Linked DNA regions of Mus musculus: region 1 is linked to region 2. A link is a contact called in public HiChIP or PLAC-seq data. All regions are on one chromosome and are shown on one strand. The core of a region is the stretch at or near the end of the contact, and the rest is flanking DNA. Distances in the headings are between cores, read along the strand shown.

Region 1 (4,503 bases), core at 1,147-3,646, 120 kb after region 2:
CATGGTGTCTGTTCACATCAGTAAAACCTTAACTAATACAATAACCAATGGCACTAGCTTGGAGACCCCACTGAAAGAACCAAGGTCTGAGAGGAGCTGAAGCCTCCTGGTTTGCCATTGGGAGCAAGGTCAGCTGAGTGGTAGCATCACCTGTGTAGCATTCCTGGAGTCCGTTTGGAATGCAGAAGCTGCTGAAAAAAGCACCTGTGCACATCAACTGTTGCAAAACACCCTCTGAAGACACTGACTCTGGAACTCGCTGTACATTTAGAGTCACATAGGGAAGGATTAAAAACTCATCGTGTCTGGATTCTGCTTCCAGGGATTCTCCTTGAATTGGTACACGGTGTGAAGCGACTAGAGGGGTTCTGTGTGTAGCGTGTTTTGGGAGTGGTTTGATGTGCATCCTGCATGGGAGTTGGTACCACAGAGAAAGTCAGGGTCGGAGTCACAGGAAGTAGGATGTGTAAAGGCACGGTGGCAAGAAGAGAAAAGTGAGATCATTAGACAAGTAGGAATGGATTGGGTCAGCACAGAGCTCATGGTTAGGGGGCCATAGTAAAGTTGTTCAGGGACTGGGGCATTTTAAGAGCTAGTTGTGAGAAATTTTAAGATTGTAGTGAGAGGCCAAATCTTTTAAGTTCAGACTCCATTTTAGAGAACCTGACCTACATTTGCACTCAGGCAAACTAACAGACTGGTACCTAGCATTAGCTTCCAAGCTGCTGTCCAACAAAACCGGAGCCTAGCTCCAGTCTCTAGGCTAATCCCTAATAAGACCAGCATCTCCAGGTTATACCCTCAACAAGACCAGTGTCTCCAGATTATTTCCCCCAACAAACCTGCACCCCAGGTTACAAGCCCACCCCCTGCCTAACGACCACCAATGCAGAAGGAAACAGAAGTTAAGTTTATGATAGGACTCCCAGCACCAGCCAATTATGTTAAAGGCCACAGTATCTTTCCAATTAGATGCTTGCACACAGATTCCCTGCTTGCAGCTTACTATAAAATCTTGCCCCACTAGACATTCAGGGCTCCCCCACCACCAAAACTGTCCTGTGTGCCAGTGGTGCATTGGAGGGGCCCAAGCTAGCTCAAATAGACTAAAGACCCTGCTGTGAGTTGCATCAGATTGACTCCTGTCTGGTTTTTTGGGGGGATCACTAATATTTTCCTGGCACAACAGTAGAGTCTTGGGGCTTTGGGTCTTCCATTATAGTTGAGTGTGCTATTTTGCATTTAGAAAAAAAAATTTTCCCCACACAGCTACATGCTCAGGGATATGGAGACAGTATACCTGGGGTATGCTTGTCAAAGAACATATGTTACTGGTTTAATGGAAAATAGCCCATTTCAGGGACTATTGCTGTTTGAACTGCAGAGGGGTTCATGTAGACAACAAAGAAGCATGCTGATAATGGGAGCAGAAGATGCTAACACCCAAAGGGGCCCCTTTGGCCTGATGATTACTTTGAGCTGAAATCAGTTGAGTTAATTGATGGAGACAACTTTTCGACCCTTTTCATCTCACACATCAATGGACCTACACAACCCTCGCCAAAACAAACAAACAAACAAACAAACAAACAAACACTCTCCCCTGATACTTTCCTGACTCGTTTGTCATCTGATAAGTTGCTGTTTCTGGACACTGAAAGCCCTCTCCTTTGCCTTGTTCCTTATACATTAAGTGTTCTGACCTTAAGATGCCTGCAAGTGGGGGCTGGAGAGATGGCTCAGTGGTTAAGAGCACTGATTGCTCTTCCAAAGGTCCTGAGTTCAATTCTCAGCAACCACATGATAGCTGACAACCATCTGTAATGGGATCTGAAGCCCTCTTCTGGTGTGTCTGAGGACAGCCACAGGGTACTCATAAACATAAAATAAGAAAATCTTTAAAGACGCATGTAAGCACCTGTTGTAGCACCTCTATCTCCAACCTTTGATAAGTGGGTTACTAGGGTTCCCATGTTAGTAAATTTCTGTTTGTTTGTTTGTTTGTTTGTTTGTTTTGTTAATTCGTCATTTGTCTAATCCCCGGGGGGCCCCTGCAGGATAACCCAAGGGGGCAAAAGGAAAGAGATGTTTTCTTTTTCTACAGTACCCAACCAATCTATTAGCACTCTGACGTCTATTGTGCGGGTTGAATAATGTTTACTGAGCACAGAATGCTAAGCCCAGTGCTTTGGGAGCAGAACCCAGATCCCCACAGCTCTGTTAACCAAACAGCTGAAAGTGGGAGCTCGCACAAGCAAATGATTTTTTTTTTAACCCCCAAAGAGCAGGAGTGTGAATGTGCTTGAAGATTTGACAGTGTTGCTGACTGAGAGGACGCTGTGCCATCTGACTCCACTTGAGGCCACAGCTCAGCATCAAATGGCCTCATTCAGCCTGCAGCTGCAGGATTCCCGAAGCCATGCCAGGAGCCCCAGGGATGCAAACAGGGCTCAGTCCGGGTCTCTGACACCCTGCAAAGCTTTGAGAAAGAACAAGGTCTCTGACACCCTGCAAAGCTTTGAGAAAGAACAAGCAGGCATTTGTTAGGGGAAGGCCCACAATGACTCCACAGGACAAGGGACTGAATGCACGAAGGGAGCCAGGCCAAGGTCAAAAGGCTGGTGCAGTCACTGCCACCAGCCTGTGTGACCTCACTTGCTCTTTAGGGGACAGCCCGGCAGCAGAAGCAGGGTCCTGAGCCTGCGGTGGCAGCTCTGGAGGAATGGAGTTAGAGTCCTGTTAAGGACAGGTGGGGACCGATCCTCAGTCCGGACAAGGAAACAAGGACTTTACAAGGGCAAGAAGAAGGTGGGAGACTTATTCCTTTTCATCTATACCCAAAAGGGAGGTCTTAAAAACAGACCACAAGCCAAGGTTGTTGGTATTCCCTCAAGCAGAAAACTATCAAAGCCATTCTAGGTCTTTATTAATCCAGGTCTTCAGTACTTCTGATGGCGGTAATTTGCTCTTGACCTTTGTATGTGCGGCATGCCATTGCAGGTGACATCATGGCTGTGTATGATGTTTACAATCCCTTACCCACCTTCCATTGCACTCCAGATATAGAGTGATCTAGTCTGTGATGGTAGAGAATTATTCAACGTCAGCACGGTTGACACTCTGGGACACTCAGCTCTTGATGGGTAGGGTAGCATAGCAGTCCTTCGCATTGTAGCATAGACCATATTTGCCTAGAAGTAGCCATGCTCACACACAAGGAGCTAAAGATATCTCCAGGCATGACCACACACGTTCCCCACAGTTAGAATTATTCTCACATGAGGACCATTAGCACAGAGGAAAACCAGTTTTCATATAAAACCCTTAAATAGATTCTATGTAAAACCTTGACGACTGACAGTCTGTTGCTTGCAATCACTCTCTGACAGGAAAGCAGTCTCTGATGACCATTAGTCAGGCATCCTCTACCTTCGACACCAAGTTCTGAAGATGCAGGCGCAGTCTAGCCAACTTGAGAAAATTGTCCTGGGCGTTTCTTTCCTGTTGGATTTAATTATTTTATGTGTGTGTGTTGCCTGCGTGCATGTATGTGCACAGCCTGTGTATGACGCCTTCTGAGGTCCAGAGGTTTTCAAATACACTGGAAATGGAGTTATAGATGGCCGTGTCTGACCATTTGGTGCTGGAGACAGCACCCAAGTTCTCTGTCCTGCAACAAGCACTCTTTAGCTCTTAGCCCCCGAGTCATCTCTCAAGACTCAGAAGTTATGTTTTTTTTAAAACAGGATTTTTTTTTCTCAGTTAAAATGACAAGACAGGTAGCAAAACGTAATAAACGATCCTTGACTTAACCTTGGGATTTTATTTTATTTTATTTTATTTCTTAAAAAGCTGTGAAAGACAATTGAGGAACAACTTGGATGTGAACGCCACATCAGTCAAGATGATTGCATCAATGTGGCAGAGAGAAATCTGTTCAGGGATGCTTAGAGAAAGCCAGGTTCGAGGCAGTGGGCACAAGGAATAGCCTGAGCTGTGTTTACTTAAGGAAGCATGGGTGGGTAGGCAACAAAGGAAGAAAATGCTGGTGAGCCCTCTAACCTGACGGATCTTATCAATACCATGAAGGGGAAACAGAGAGAGAGAGAGAGCAATCAATCGACTCTTACCAATGCTACCTCTCCTGTGATTTTAGAAATGGTTTTGTAGGTATAAAATGTTTACAATAAAAAGTAGAGGGAACAAAGCTAAGCTAATAATAATAACAATAATGAAATCTTTTGGTTTACCCATCATGCCCTCCATAAGAGCAGTGGGAAGCTGAAATCAATACCTCTGTCTATTGCCCCTAGTTTGCTATATGAAGTGGTCAGATCCCTCTACAGTTCTTATAAAAGGTGGTTAGCTACTCAACTCTTGCTTTCTATAGGGGAAACCTTTTAGTCAGTGTCGAGCGAGCCAATAAGGCAGCAGTTTGTTAAGCTGCTAGTTGATTTCAGCCAGCTCATCTGACATTGGTGGGCATATACAATGTCCCCCACT
Region 2 (4,373 bases), core at 379-2,878:
GGAGTCTGGCTTAAGGCTGATGCCTGTAAGAGACGTTGGGACCATCTTCTACATTGCTTGATCCATGTGGGGACTGAGCCATTGGTTCTGGAGAGTTTTAGCTGATGACCAGTGGGACATTGTGAATAGGTTGTGAATGGTCGTTGTAAATGGTTGGCCCAGGATGTTGTGATGCTTGGCCCAGGGAGTAGCACTATTAGGAGGTGTGGCCATGTTGGAGTAGGGGTGACCTTGTTGGAGTGGGTGTGGCCTTAATGGAGTAGGTGTGTTACTGTGGGTGTGGGCTTTAAGACACTCATCCTAGCTGTCTTGAAGTCAATCTTCTACTAGTGGTCTTCAGATGAAAATGTAGAACTCTCAGCTCTGCCTGCACCATGCCTACTTGGATGCTGCCATGCTTCCTGCCTTGAATATAATGAACTGAACCTCTGAACCTGTAAACCAACCTCAATTAAATGTTGTCCTTTATAAGACTTGCTTTGGTCATGGTGTCTGTTCACAGCAGTAAAACCCTAACTAGGACAGACATCAAATCTTCTTCAAGCCCAGCACTTACCTTGAACCTGAAATAGTTTGTTCACAGAGTAAGGGATGGGGATCAAATCTCAGAGCTTTCTTCAGGCCTGCTGTTTCTGTTGCTTCTTTCTTTAAAGTATCATATTCACATATGCAGCCCACGGAGTAACAGTGGACCTTAGGATTTGAATCCTCTGCCTCATTTTCTGTATTATTCGTTTATGAGTGTTTTGTGCAACATATTTTGATAATATTTATGTCCTCTCCTCCAACTCTTCCCAGATCTACCCCTTTCCATAACTACCATACTTGTATCTTTTTTTAAAAAAGTCCTTTAATATCAAATTGTGCTGCCCAAATATTCTTGGATGTGTGGTCTTCCACTGGAATCTAGCCATCCTACCAGGGGCTGTACTCTTAGAGGAAACTATCTCTTCCTCTACCAGTGTCTAACAGTTGCCAATAGCTCCGTGGCCAGGGGTAAGATTATTCCCTGCTTTATTCTGGGATTTCATATGGCTTGGGTTTGCACAGGTTATGAGCACTCTGTTAGAACCCTGGCATCCAGTGGGCTGGTCTTTGTTCTGCTGTAATCAACAAACAAACAAAATAAGTAAATAATAACTTCTCTGACATGTGCAGGAAAAAACTCACATTGTTTAAAAGTGTGTCAGGGGAGGTGATTCTTTTTTTTTCCCCCCAACTTACTGTCATATGGTACTAAAATTAGTATCTGCACTTATGCTATGAAACACTGTAACTTGATGTAACTCACAAATTAAATTCAGGATGACAGACTGAAATTCCTAGTGGGTCAATTAAGTCTTCTAAACAAACGGAGCTGGATGGGATTCTGGTAGACAGGCAATCGTGCCAGAGAGTCTAACTAGAATATCTGATATGATTCACATACATACAACCTGGTACAAAACTGTAAAACATGAAGGAGCACTGAAGCTCCCAAGGGCTGGGCTAGCATCCCTAAAAGTCCCTGGGAAGAGGGGAGTGACCCAGACAGGCAGGGCGGTTTTATTCTTTAAACCCCCCTCTGTGTAGCAGAGACATCAGGGCTCCAGGGCTGGCCCTCATTAGGAAAGTGTAAAGAACTGGGCCAGTCCCTTGCTGAAACACAAAGGCCCTTTGCCTCTTTTGTTGTCTCAGATGCTTCAATGGACTTCAGAGTTTCAAAGGTTTATTTCCAACCAGGCTAGGATGGATCAGTGCCCAGGGTACTGTGCTAGGAAACAGTGTGTCTGTCCACCCAGTAAGCCCGAGCTGGCAAGATCCCCTTCTGAAGGTTAGAACACAGTGGTTTATGACTTAAGCCATCACGGGAAAGGCAGAGAGCTGGGTGATGAAATTCCACTTTACCCTTCACTTTCAAATCACTATTTATTACTTGGCAACCTTTGAAAGAACATAAACAACTGTTCTTAAAGACTTACCGGACCCTGGCTCTTAAACATCGCACATTCAGGGCAGACAGCATCCTTTGAAAACTAAAAAAGAGCCAGGCCATCTTAGCTTGTCGTTAAAGGAGGCGGTGATGGACAGATACATAAAAGCCAAGTTAAGTGAAAGGAAAAGAAAAAAAGGAGACATTAGGAAGGGGCACCGCAACTCAGAAGCAAAGTCGCAGAAGGACTGGCAAGAGTGAAGAGCAGTGGTATTTCCCTCAGCTTGAGCCAAGTGAGGAGGAAGAGGTAGATGACCAGCATACTGAGAACCCACTAGTCAGGATTGCTACCTCAATCCCCCCTCTGATACCAGGCAGATAGCAATCGCTTTAAAAGGACGATTCCAAAGAGGCAACTTGGTGTCAAATGTAACTCATTCATCCCCCTTGTTGTATTTTATAAAAAGATAAAGAAAGAAGGAATAGTTTGGTGGAGGTGTGAGGTGTGGGGGAAGGGGGCGCCTCTGAGGGCCCATGCGGAGGCATCCCTTCCCCCTGAGAGACCAGCCACATGATGGTATAGTATCGAATAGAGTTTATTCAGGGCATGGAAAGGAGTTGAGAGAGTAGAAGAGACAGAGAAAGGCCAAGGGGGGGAGAGAGGGGGGGAAGGAGAGGAGAGGAGGCAGGCCATGGGGGGGGGGGTGAATGGGGAGAGAAGGGGAAGGGGCAAAAGGACAGAAGAGAGCAAGAAGGCAAGAGAGAGCAGAGGGAGAGCAGCTCCTTTTATAGTGAGTTAGGCACACCTGGCTATTGCCAGGTAACTGTGGGGCAGAGCCTAGACAAGGCGCTAACACCCCTTGCTTTGCTCCCATTACCCAGGCCTCATTCACACAAATCAACCTTTCACATTTTATTAATTATGTTAACTCCACATATCTGCTATCTCTTTCACCGATGACCAAGCCATTGAGAAGACACAGGTGTTGGAACAGTGACTGGAATGCACTTGGCTAGATAGCAGTCGTGAAGCTGGAGTGTCACATAGCCAGCTGGAAAGAGCTCCGCCTTCAGACCCAGATAAACTGGATTTGAACCCCTTTCTAGCCATCTTGTGCCAGTCAGCTGTCTGGTGGCATAACAATGTACCTATTAACTTAGCTCTGCTTGTAGCAGCCTGGTTTTTTCCTACCCACATCTCTGGACCCTTCTTGCTGCAAAATAATTCCAGTGTCCTCTGAGCCTTATTATCAGGCACAGCAATAGCAATGACTCCATGTCGTGGTCCAATTCTCTATGTTAGTTAGCTTCCTGCTGCTGTGATTAAAAACATGCAGAAGAAACAACTTAGAAAGGAGAAAATATTTTAGGGAGGCTTGTGACTTCAGAGAGGTTTTAGTCTGTGATTGGCTAACTCCATTGCTCCATTCTGGAGCTGTGTCCTGGCAGAGAACACATCATGCATGATAGAGCAAAGCTGGAGAATTCATAGCAGCTGAGAGGGAGGGAGGGAGGGAGGGAAGGAGGGAGGGAGGGTGAGGGTCCCAAGAAACAGCAAGAGAGACACAGAGAAGGAGAGACACAATGATGGAGAGACTGAGTCAGACAGACAGACAAAACAAGACAGACAGACAGACACACACCCAACACAATCACAAACAATTAGAGGTTATTCTGCTCCTGGTTCTGGAGTTGCTGAGGGCAAGGGCCTTCCTGCTGGGTCATACTTGTGCAATGTCATACCTGTGCAATGTCAAATGTGAGACAGAGACACCGCCGTTCCCACAGTGAGCTCTTGGGACCTAGATACCTCTAAAATTATTCCTTCCGGTAACATGATCTGGCAGTCAGAACTCAACATAGGCTCTGAAAAGGATTTCCCAACCATAGCAGACCCCTTATTTAGAAAGCATTCAGAAGGTCAGTAACTCAAGGCTGCAGCAGATCGTGACAACAGCCGTCAGCCTTGAGGTGGGTGGCGGGGGAATGCACACCAACACTTAACCTCCTGTGCTCTTACTCAAGTCTAAGCGAGATATGGCACACGTGAGGATGGTGGCTGTTAGCTGGTGGTTATAGACCCTGTAAGTACAGATTCCCTAGGCTGAAGAAACTTCAGATCCAAACACACAGAAGAGCCGAGCGCTTTCTAGCTAATGGAACATGACAGCCAATGGCAAAGCTAAGGATAAGCAAAATAGTTTCCTAGTACAGGGAGCTGGCTGAGTGCCTGATTCTGCACCAAACACTGAAAATGTGTGCGTGCCCAGAAACAACAGAAGTGTCATCTTTTTTTTTTTTTCTATTTTGCCTATATCATAGTCCTGTGAAAGACACAGGTCTATTATTGTTGTTGTTGTTGTTGTTGTTGTTGTTGTTATGTAATCATTCAGAAACCAAAGGCCCAGAGCCTTTCTGGTGTTCTTCCTTATAGTTCTTTAGAATCCCTTTCACTTAGGTA

What was found. HiChIP or PLAC-seq counts read pairs in DNA pulled down with a chosen protein or histone mark.
Region 1: a contact with region 2 is called in an H3K27ac HiChIP or PLAC-seq map of neural progenitor cells, with 4 times the contacts expected there. The contact joins two enhancer-like sites. A contact is called at or near these places in 1 of 15 datasets of contacts at CTCF or cohesin (the NIH/3T3 cell line), 5 of 484 Hi-C or Micro-C datasets (cerebellar granule neurons, embryonic stem cells, forebrain and 1 more), 4 of 115 datasets of contacts at active chromatin or transcription factors (astrocytes, kidney, neural progenitor cells and 1 more) and 1 of 9 other capture datasets (embryonic stem cells).

Annotation. Positions count from the first base shown.
Region 1 is chr10:70,804,570-70,809,072 of GRCm38.p6, forward strand. No RefSeq gene overlaps it. Among named protein-coding and RNA genes, the nearest start is that of Gm40689, 24 kb to the right of the region's middle. Within about 2 kb of position 2,397, at least 40 of the 459 cell types and tissues checked have an H3K27ac peak or open chromatin away from gene starts, as enhancers often do. A contact at or near this core is called in astrocytes, neural progenitor cells and oligodendrocyte precursor cells, where this site is marked.
Region 2 is chr10:70,685,038-70,689,410 of GRCm38.p6, forward strand. No RefSeq gene overlaps it. Among named protein-coding and RNA genes, the nearest start is that of D630013N20Rik, 31 kb to the left of the region's middle. Within about 2 kb of position 1,629, at least 47 of the 459 cell types and tissues checked have an H3K27ac peak or open chromatin away from gene starts, as enhancers often do. A contact at or near this core is called in astrocytes, neural progenitor cells and oligodendrocyte precursor cells, where this site is marked.